3 separate regions of the Rattus norvegicus genome follow, and regions 1 and 2 are each linked to region 3. The links are chromatin contacts, called in public Hi-C maps. All regions are on one chromosome and are shown on one strand. Each heading gives the region's core, a stretch centred on a gene start, on an enhancer-like site or on the middle of the called end of the contact. The rest is flanking DNA. Distances are from core to core; before and after follow the strand shown. Region 1 holds the start of Zfp637 (zinc finger protein 637). Region 2 holds the start of Hnrnpf (heterogeneous nuclear ribonucleoprotein F). Region 3 holds the start of Cxcl12 (C-X-C motif chemokine ligand 12).

Region 1 (3,060 bases), core at 87-2,586, 620 kb before region 3:
AAAAAAAAGAACAAAAAAAAAAAAAAAAAAAAAAAAAAAAGAAATCTTTGAAGGATTCACTTCCAACTTGGAACACAGGGGTCCCTTGTCATGCTCCAAATGCATTCAGTTTGAAGTAAAGATATATTTTTTTCTTTTTTTTTGGAGCTGGGGACCGAACCCAGGGCCTTGTGCTTGCTAGGCAAGTGCTCTACCACTGAGCTAAATCCCCAACCCCAAGATATTTTTGATTAAAAATAAAACCAACGGGTTGGGGATTTAGCTCAGTGGTAGAGCGCTTGCCTAGCAACCGCAAGGCCCTGGGTTCGGTCCCCAGCTCCGGGAAAAAAAATAAATAAATAAAATAAAACCAACAACCCCTCCCCAGCCCCTCTTGCACATCCACAAAGAAAAGCACATGGTACCTCCTGGGGTTGGACTTTTGTCTCTGGAGTGTCTAGAGAACATGGTTAAGTCAAAATAAGTGAGCACAGTATGTACCTGAACCTCTCTACCTGCTAAGAGGTAGCCAGCTGTGTCTCCAGATCTCCCTGATTAATAACAGGGCAACTGACAACAGGAGATTGTCAAGACAGAGCAATCAAATTCCTGAGGACATTGGAAGAGAGTGGTTTCATAGCACAAACCGCTGCTTTTTCCTATCAGAAATGTTATCACGGCTCAGAATTCGGTTCTGACAGACTTGGATTTTTGTCTTATTTCTCTCGGTGATTGACCTGGAGCAAAACAGCCTAACAGCCCCGACTCCAGTTACTTCACTTAGTAAACAAGTTAACACTCTCTCATTAGACAGCTCTCAGAAGAACAGATGACCAGAAAGTGAGGGATCTCTTACATTTGAGACACGCCCTACACATCCAAGACCTAAAATGGTGCTTTTTCAGGAGAGAGGGGCTGGAGGAAAAACATGGTGATCTGTAGGGTTTGGCAGAAATCTAAGGAGGTATTAGGAGCTTTTGGGTGAGGATGAATTACCCCCCACGCTGAACGCCACTCCCTCTTAGCTCCCTAGGCGCGGACTTTGCATTTCCAGGCCTAGCTGGACATTCCTGTGGCCCCTCCCACGCTCGCGGGGCTCCAGTCCCCAGGACCCCGACATCGCAGCAAGGCCCTTCCGCAGCAGACCGCGGCCCACCCGCTCTCCGACCAGCGCATCCTTGTCTGCGGCTGGCGATTTTGGCCCGGGCGGCCGGCCTGGTCTGCTCGCGTGCCCTGGCCGGAGCGGCAGGCTCAAGATACAGCCCCCTCTCTCGGGCGACAGACCCGGCCTCAGCCTCACTCACCGCAGCGGCGCGCGCCCGCAGACAGACAAAGCCGGCGTCGAGCCCGTAGCAGCCGCTGCAATGCTGCGCGTCGCCGGACCACAACTCCCAGGAGCCTGCGCGTGCCTTGAGGCACTATGGGAAGCGTCGCCGCGGTGCCGCGGCAGAAACCAAGATCGCTGGCCGGGCGCTGGCTGGTTCTGGTTGGAGGGGAGCGCCGTCCTGTGGAGGAGCGGTAGTTAAAGCTTAGGGAAGCTTGTGGCGTTAAACTACAGAAGACTCAGGGTTCTCTGTAGGGCTCAGAAGCCGGGAGCAAGTATTTTGGACAAAGAATCAGGAGCACTCTCTGGTCTGAGTAATAAGTTTTTTTCACCCAAAAGATGGAGAAGGCACTGTAGTGCTTCGGAGTTTAGGTACTACCCGGACAGTTGCGCGACCCAGGGCGGGGATCTCACTTGTGGGGAGCCCTGGACCGACAGCTCCAGGACCCCACAGGGCACCTACGCGGGCTCGGAAGACTTTCGAGCCAAGGGAACTAACTCGAGGAAACAGTATTCCCTGAGTTGACACTTAACATTTCCTTCTTAACTGACGAAGTGTGACCCAAGGGTTGAGATTTGAACCCTCTAAAAGTTACCGAGAAGATGGGAGAGTAGCCCTCTTCCAAGGAGCTGCTAGAGCTCCAGCAGTTGGGTAGCTCAGTCCTTGGCTCTGGAAAGGGCGTGGATGCTATTGAACATCCATAAAATAAAAGCTCTCTTAAAATGCCGTAAACGTCCATCGACTGCACTTATGTATATGCATTTCTAATAGACTTTCTTATATTTTCGGTTTAACGGCTGAGCCATCTCTCCAGCCCTTAATAGCTTTTCTATTAGGACACTAGTCTCACCCTGGAGCCCTGAGTGCGCCTCCTCCAGACTCCTCCCTTAGTGGACTTAGTTATCTATCCTATTGAATGAAAGAGACCATAAGAAATGTGTCCCCTTGCAGTTCCCTTGTTCTTTCCCCAGAATTACCAATGTCAGACTGGACGAAACATTTGACTTCACAGGATATCTCTGTTCTGTGAGACCAGATGTGGGATTAGGACAAATTTCAGATCTTGCCAAGGAAATAGTTGAGAAAGCTTTGGTAGGAAGAGGGGGCCGTCAGGGGAGACAATAAATCACATTTCCTTCATAAATCTGCAAAGCTTCTCTTAAACAGCCTTGGGGATATGGGTACACTTATATTTTGAAAAAACTGATCCCATTTTGTTTAGTGTGTGTGGATGTGAGGGATGCCTTGCTAAACTTGTGGAGGCCAAAGAATCATTGGTATGAGTGGGCCTGCCCCTTCCTACAGGGGATAGAACTCAGGTCATCGGACTTGACAGCAGGCATTATTAACTACACACCATCTTACAGATTCATTTGATAGAGTGACTAGGATTGGGTTTGAAAGATTAGAGTCCCCAGACATACAGTCTTTGCCCAGATCTTAAATGGGGTGTAGTCCTCAGCTATCACTTGCATCTTAACATGTGCATCAGGAAGGGGGTGCTGAGTGAGGGCTCGAGGGGAGTTCTATTAGTGCAGATTCAAATGCTTGTTAAAGACATCCTCACCCCTGGCACTTTACATCACTTGGGGAAGGAATGACAATTCAGAAAGTGAGAGTTATGACAGTCTCACTATTTGGATGAATAAACTGTTCAATGAACTCCTATTGTAAGACCCTCTCCACACGGATCAAATGTGTAATATAAAGCACAGAGCCATCAAAGCCCCACAAGAACAACTGAATCAATGGGATT
Region 2 (3,002 bases), core at 26-2,525, 710 kb before region 3:
TCCCAAATGGTGAGGAAAGGGGTTGAATCCTATGACAAATTATGCTGCATTCTTCGTTTTGGAAATGTGGTAGGCTATTCTGCCTGTTGTCTTAAAATAGGGGTAACTGCAGTTGCATTGTCTCATTTTCCAAAATTATGCAAGATATTGGGGTGTCGGTGCTAAAAACCCATTTTGAAAATAGTTTCAAAGACCCTGAAACAGGGCTTCACTTTAATGAGTTTCAACCATATTCCTGTCCATGAAATTCTAATGACTCGATCCCCTTTTTCCAACCTTTTACTTCTAGTGTGGTAGACAATACCTGTGGGCCTCCCTGGAGACACTATACTGCATGCAGCTAGCAGCTAGACCTACATTAAGCCACTGGCACGAGACCCGTGAACATGTGAACTGTGGAGACATGCCCAGTAAAAGAGAAGATGGCATGGCGGGTCTTTGTAAGTACTGTTAGAACACCCAGACATTTGATTTTAATTGCAAGACACGCTACTGAAACCATTTGCATCATTTTGGGCGACTGACTCCTATACTATAGCCAGGCTAGGCCTACATTTCCACAAGTTAAACACTAAAGAAAATGCACTATTAAAATAAACAAACAGGCTGAGACTTTTTTCTAACAAGCTACCCAGTCAGTGATACTGGTTAAACTGGATTTTCACTGCCTTCAGGTAGATCCAGGTAAGATAAAAGAGGTGCGCCCTCTGAATCCTGGACTAGTTAAGTTTATCGGCTGAACAAACAGGGCGGCTCAAGCGCCACCCACCTAGTTCTTTTGTTCAGGCCCGCTTGGTGGGAGCCTTGCTGCACCCTCCTCTATGCATCTTTGTGTTCCAGGAAGTCGCCGGAGTTTTCATTGGGAGCCCGCCCTCATCCTCCCTCCATTTTGTAAATGAGTTTTAACCTCCGGAACGCCGGGAGCGCATCCAGGCAGGTTTTCTTACTCAGAAAGTTCTACTCTTAAGACCAGGAGAGCCGCGGCTTCAAAGCTGCTGCCTTTTTCTGCTCTGAAACTTACCACGGGAGGAAGGTAGAAGTGACTTCTATTTTCAATAACGAACGCGGCTTACGAACCCCAACTCCACCCGACGCCTTAAAAACGCAGAGGGCTCCGGGGAAAGTCCAGGTGCATCTTCTTTTTGTTCTCAACCTGAAATGGAAGTTCAAATGACCAGGGGAAACGCTTTTGCGGAAGCGGAGCCCCTTGAGACGAGCGTTTTGGCGGGAAGCAGGGCGGAGGGCAAGGTGACGCTGCTCCGCGGCCTTCGCCCGGTAGTCGACCGCGCCGCGCAGCGAGCGCCGGCCGGGCAGGAAGGTCCGCCCCGGGGCTTGCGCGGGCTCGGGCGGGAGCTTCCGGGCGGGGGCGGGGGGAAGGGAGGCTCCTGAGCCTCGGAGGGTGGGGGAGGGGAAGATCCAGAGGGCGGGGAAGAGGGCTGGAGTAAGAACTCGCGCAGGCCGAAGCGTGGAAAAGCTCGAAGAGGGAAACTTCTAAGGTGAGCAGGTCAAGTACGCAGCCGGTAACCTGGGGCTCGGGCGGGAAGCGGGGCTCACCACGCCGAGACGGGCGTTCGAGTCCGGAGTCCGGGAAGCAGCAGCCGCGTGATCTACAGCGGCAGTCGGACTCGGGTCACGGGGTGTAGAGGAGGAAGTGCCCTGCCGGGCCCGCCAATATGTCACCAATGAGAAAAGCGTGCCTGCAGGTGTGGCCCGCGAACGGTGGGTTTGGCCGGCGCCGGAAGTGGGGGAAGGAGGGAAAGGAAAGGGGAAGACTCCTCGCTGAGTTCTGGGTAAAGGAGCCACCTGAGCAAAGTACAGACTACCCGCTACAGTTGGAAAGGCGAATGCAACGAAGCGTTGACAGACTCAGCCAAGTAAAACCAAATCAACTCGGAGTACAGAATGGAAACCTGCAGACACTCTACACTTTTTTCATTTGCCCGCCGACTCCACGATAACCTAACTTTTAAAAACTCCCGACTCGACTTGGTGGCGGCACGCCTTTAATCCCATCATTTAGCCTTGTCTCAAATTTTTTTACATAAACTAATGACCGGTATGGTACATACATTTTTTTAATACCATCACTCTGGAGGCAGAGCCAAGCTGATTTCGAGACCTGCCGGGACTACTCGAGTTCCCTCAGAGCCCTAGAGGCTGACTAGGTTTGGATCCCTAGTATCGCCGTAGTGGAAGGAGTGCTTGACTTTTAAACCTAAGTTGGCCCATATGTATAAAAATGAACCTTATAGGGGCTGGAGAGATGGCTCAGCAGTTAAGAGCACTGAGTTCAATTCCCAGCAACCACGCGGTGGCTCACAACCATTTCTAACAGATTCTGGTGTATCTCAAGACAGCTACAATGTACTCATATACGTTAAATAAATATTTTAAAAAATGAACCTTATAAAATCTACACCCAACAGGCAACCACAAATCTTAATTCAAAGCAATTGGCCTCTGAAATAATCCAGTCACTTCTCATTTTTTTTTGAGGGCCCAGAAAAAATGGGGCAAGGCACTAGTCACCTAGCTTGTTTGACACCTGAGTGGAGAACCATCCACAGACCCACAGAAGAGAAAGGGCAAAAGTTGTTCTCTGACCTAAGCACCTGTAGAGAAAACCCCGGCAAGCACTACTATACAAATACTTTAAAATATGTTGTAACTAAGTTTTTTTTTTTTTTTTGCAAAACCTGGAGAGAAACATGAAACAAAATGGCCCACTATTGACTAAAGCTGGTGATAAGCTGCAAATGCTTAAGACTTTAAAAAAAAATAACCTCTAACTTTTTTTGAGTAAAATTTTATAGAAATACTGTTTAGGACTAAAGGGACAAAATATGAGAAATGAGCTAATCTTTCTGGTATAGATAACCATCAAGGGACTTGAAAAAAAGCAAAAACTGCCAATGTCTGGGCCATGTTTGATCGATTTTTTGAGACAGAGGCTCATGTAGAGACACCTCCACTTCAATATGGAGTTTAAGCTGAACTTGAAC
Region 3 (2,993 bases), core at 133-2,632:
CTTTTATTGAACTTTTACTGAACATTTACTAAATTTTTACTGAACATTTCCCTCGGACTAGGCAAGTCCAGCCTCTCCAACCATACTTAGCCAAACAAACGCAGGTCCCACTACTTTCCGTAGCCTGTTGTTCACAGGGAAAGAACCCAAACCAACGCTTTGGCGCACTTGGGGCAGCATTTAGATCGCAGCCTCACCAAGGGCTCCGACCGCCCCTCAGTTCGGAAACAACACAGCGGAGGAAGGCAGGGGCCCGACTGGTAGGGTTTTGTTTTGTGTTCAGAGGCAATGGTTTGTTTTGTTTTGCAGCAACGGTGTCTTGTAACAGCGCTGAGAGTTTTCTCTTCAGTGTCAAAAAAAGAAAACAAAATGAAAGCCCTTTCCCAGTGAAAGAAGACACCACCCCGGGTCTGGGAGACTGAACTCTGCTGCAGCTCTCATTCCAGAGCGGAGGGCTCCGGGGCTGGCTACAAAAGCGCCCATTTGCAGGTGTGTTTGGGGGTTGGGGAGAGGTGTGCATATAGCTCGAGTAACTGCTGCGCCTTTGTCTAGTGACCCCGGTAAGAAGAAAAAGGCGCAGCGAAGAGACGCGTGCTCAGGTCCGCGTCGCTACGGACCAACGAACTGTGCAGAAGCGCAGCCCTGGCTGGTGGCGCAAGCTCTAGAGCTGCACTGCGCTGCTCATGGCCCCGAGGGTGTTGTAAGAGAACTCGCTACACTCTGAGGGGACGAAACTCAACTGCACCACCGAACCTATAGCCAAACCAAGCTACTTTAAGAGTTTGCTGGCACACGCACCACCCGAATGAATCTCCTGCACGGTCAACTCCCGGACCGCGCTGCCCTTCGCCTCTGGAACATCTGGGCGCGGGTGGACACTAGCTGAGTGCAGCTGGCGCGCTCCGGGGCCCAAGCCCAGGACACCGTCGCCCAAGCTTCCATTCCGCGCCGACCCCACACTTGCCCAACAATCCTGCAGGGCCTCGCCTGCAGCCCTCTCTAGGTCCTGCAGCTGCGCTTCGCAGAGCACAAAACCTCGGTGTGACCCGTGGGACACGGGAAAGGGCACCCGTAAGGAGTGCGCCCTGCAAAGTGGGCTGCCTGAAGTTCGCTTGCAGTGAACCGCGCGGAACGACTTCTTTCTCCGCGACTCCCGCGCGGGCAGGGGAACCGCGGACCCGAAGGAGCTCCGGCACAGAGCTGCGAGCCTTGCCCGGGACCGGGCGCAGATTACACTCACCGTCACTGATGCAGAGCGCGGCCAGCACCAGGGCCAGCACGGCGACGACCTTGGCGTCCATGGCGTGGGCGGGAGGGCGCGCCGGAGGCTGCAGAGCTGGGCAGCAAGAGGACACCGAGGTGGACGGAGAGTGAAAGTGCGGCAGCTAGAGGCGCGCGCTGGGCGCTTTAGAGCCGAAAACCAGGCGGGGCGGGGCTCGTCAAGGGGCGTGTCTGAAGTGTGGCTGGGGTCTCTGACGCGCATCCCCTGCGGAGCAGCCGCCCTTCCAGTCCCCTACCTACCCACCCCCTTCTTGGCGCCCTCGGCGTCCCCGGCTCCGCTGGGTGCCGAGGCCTTTGATCTTCCCAGTCCCCAACTTGGGCGGGCTCCTTGGACTACAAATGCTCCCATCCTGCAGATAGAGAAACTAAGGGGCTGTCGAAATCGAAAGCTGTCAAGTAAGGACCAGAGGCGAAACTGTGTTCCAGGCGCGAGGTTCTGTTGCGCCGCACCCAAAAAAGTTGCCAGAGAACCCTTTCTTTGGTGCCAGGACCTCAAACTGACCCACCTCTCTCCCAGGGTGTCTGTGCCGCAGGCGACAGCTAGGCTTAAGGGCAACGCGGAGCAACCTACAGTTAGAATAACTTGGACTCCCAGCCAAAGTCTCACTACAGTCACCCCCGGGAAGATGCATTCTAACGTAGGGCTGTGCTGCCCAGCAAAGAGACCAAGCGGGTCTTCCAGATATAGTACGGTGAATTTTCTTTGCCACCTCCCCTCTGTAACGGTATCTGACGCTGGGGGGGTGGCGGAGGGAGGTGACACAGCTCTCACCCTGCAGAATGGAAACGGAGAAATCACTGAGAGTCTCACTCCCGCGAAACGTCGTGACGCTCAGTACCTGGTTTTAATGGGTGTTCTTAAACTTCAGTGTTTTCTGCCTTTCCTGAAGAAAGTCCAGTGTTCCAAAAAGGACGAAAGAGTTCCCTACACCCCTGCTCCCTAAAACCCCTAAAACTTCGGAAGCCCAGGAGTGAGTGCTTCCGAAGGTGGTCATTGGTGTCTTTACAAATATACCCACTGGTGCTCAGTCCTGCCGATAGACCGTTGTACTCCACGCTGGTCAACCAAAACAACCCCAACCTGGGTGTGGGGAGACACAGGGGAAGGGGCAGACCGCAGCTGGAGGGCTAGAGGCTGGGAGCAGCGTCCTTTGGACCTTCTGCTGCCACATACAGTGTTGGCCACACTCCCATTGCCTTTCTCACATAACCAATTAGCGATTTGGATTCTGTTATCACGTTCACCCAAGGGAGTGCACAAAAGAGACTTGCCTCTGTCTCAGGGCAATCTGGGAATCATATTTTTGAAGAAGTGGCCAGGACCTTTGGGCCTGGGGCTCCACCTAGGGACTAAAGAAGGGTGGCCGGGGTCAAGAGGAAAATGTTTCAGACATGAGAGTGTCTTAAACAATTCCGCCAAGCACTTTGCGTCCATTCATTTGTCAGGCGCACTTTAGGGGCTCAGCTTCAAATCTGGAACAGCGCCGACCTGGGCCCTGTGTTTAAAAAGTAGCACTCTAGAGAAGGCAACCATTCATTTCTATCGGCTTTTGCATTATCCTGAGCGTTCAGGATGCTGAACACTGAACTTGCTGGCCCTGTTGTACTGTAAGATCGGCAGAGGCTGGGCTCCGGCGCCCTCTAGTGGTCCCATCTCCTCTGCTCCAGTAATCGGAGAGGCTGGGGTTCAGGCAGTTGGGATACCTGACGCC

What was found. Hi-C and Micro-C count contacts between places; a contact is called where the count stands out from the background.
Region 1: a Hi-C map of liver shows a contact between it and region 3, with 3 times the contacts expected there. The contact joins the promoter of Zfp637 here to the promoter of Cxcl12 in region 3. A contact is called at or near these places in 12 of 12 Hi-C or Micro-C datasets (the A7r5 cell line, the Rat2 cell line, Schwann cells and 7 more) and 1 of 1 datasets of contacts at active chromatin or transcription factors (oligodendrocytes).
Region 2: a Hi-C map of hepatocytes shows a contact between it and region 3, with 2.4 times the contacts expected there. The contact joins the promoter of Hnrnpf here to the promoter of Cxcl12 in region 3. A contact is called at or near these places in 2 of 12 Hi-C or Micro-C datasets (hepatocytes and liver).

What each region holds. Positions count from the first base shown.
Region 1 is chr4:152,676,022-152,679,081 of GRCr8, reverse strand. It overlaps Zfp637 (zinc finger protein 637), which reads right to left and starts at 1,336. Exons shown (of 3, transcript NM_001134908.1): 1 at 1,284-1,336.
Region 2 is chr4:152,767,002-152,770,003 of GRCr8, reverse strand. It overlaps Hnrnpf (heterogeneous nuclear ribonucleoprotein F), which reads right to left and starts at 1,275. Exons shown (of 3, transcript NM_001037286.1): 1 at 1,022-1,275.
Region 3 is chr4:152,059,170-152,062,162 of GRCr8, reverse strand. It overlaps Cxcl12 (C-X-C motif chemokine ligand 12), which reads right to left and starts at 1,382. Exons shown (of 3, transcript NM_022177.3): 1 at 1,241-1,382. The coding sequence starts at 1,301.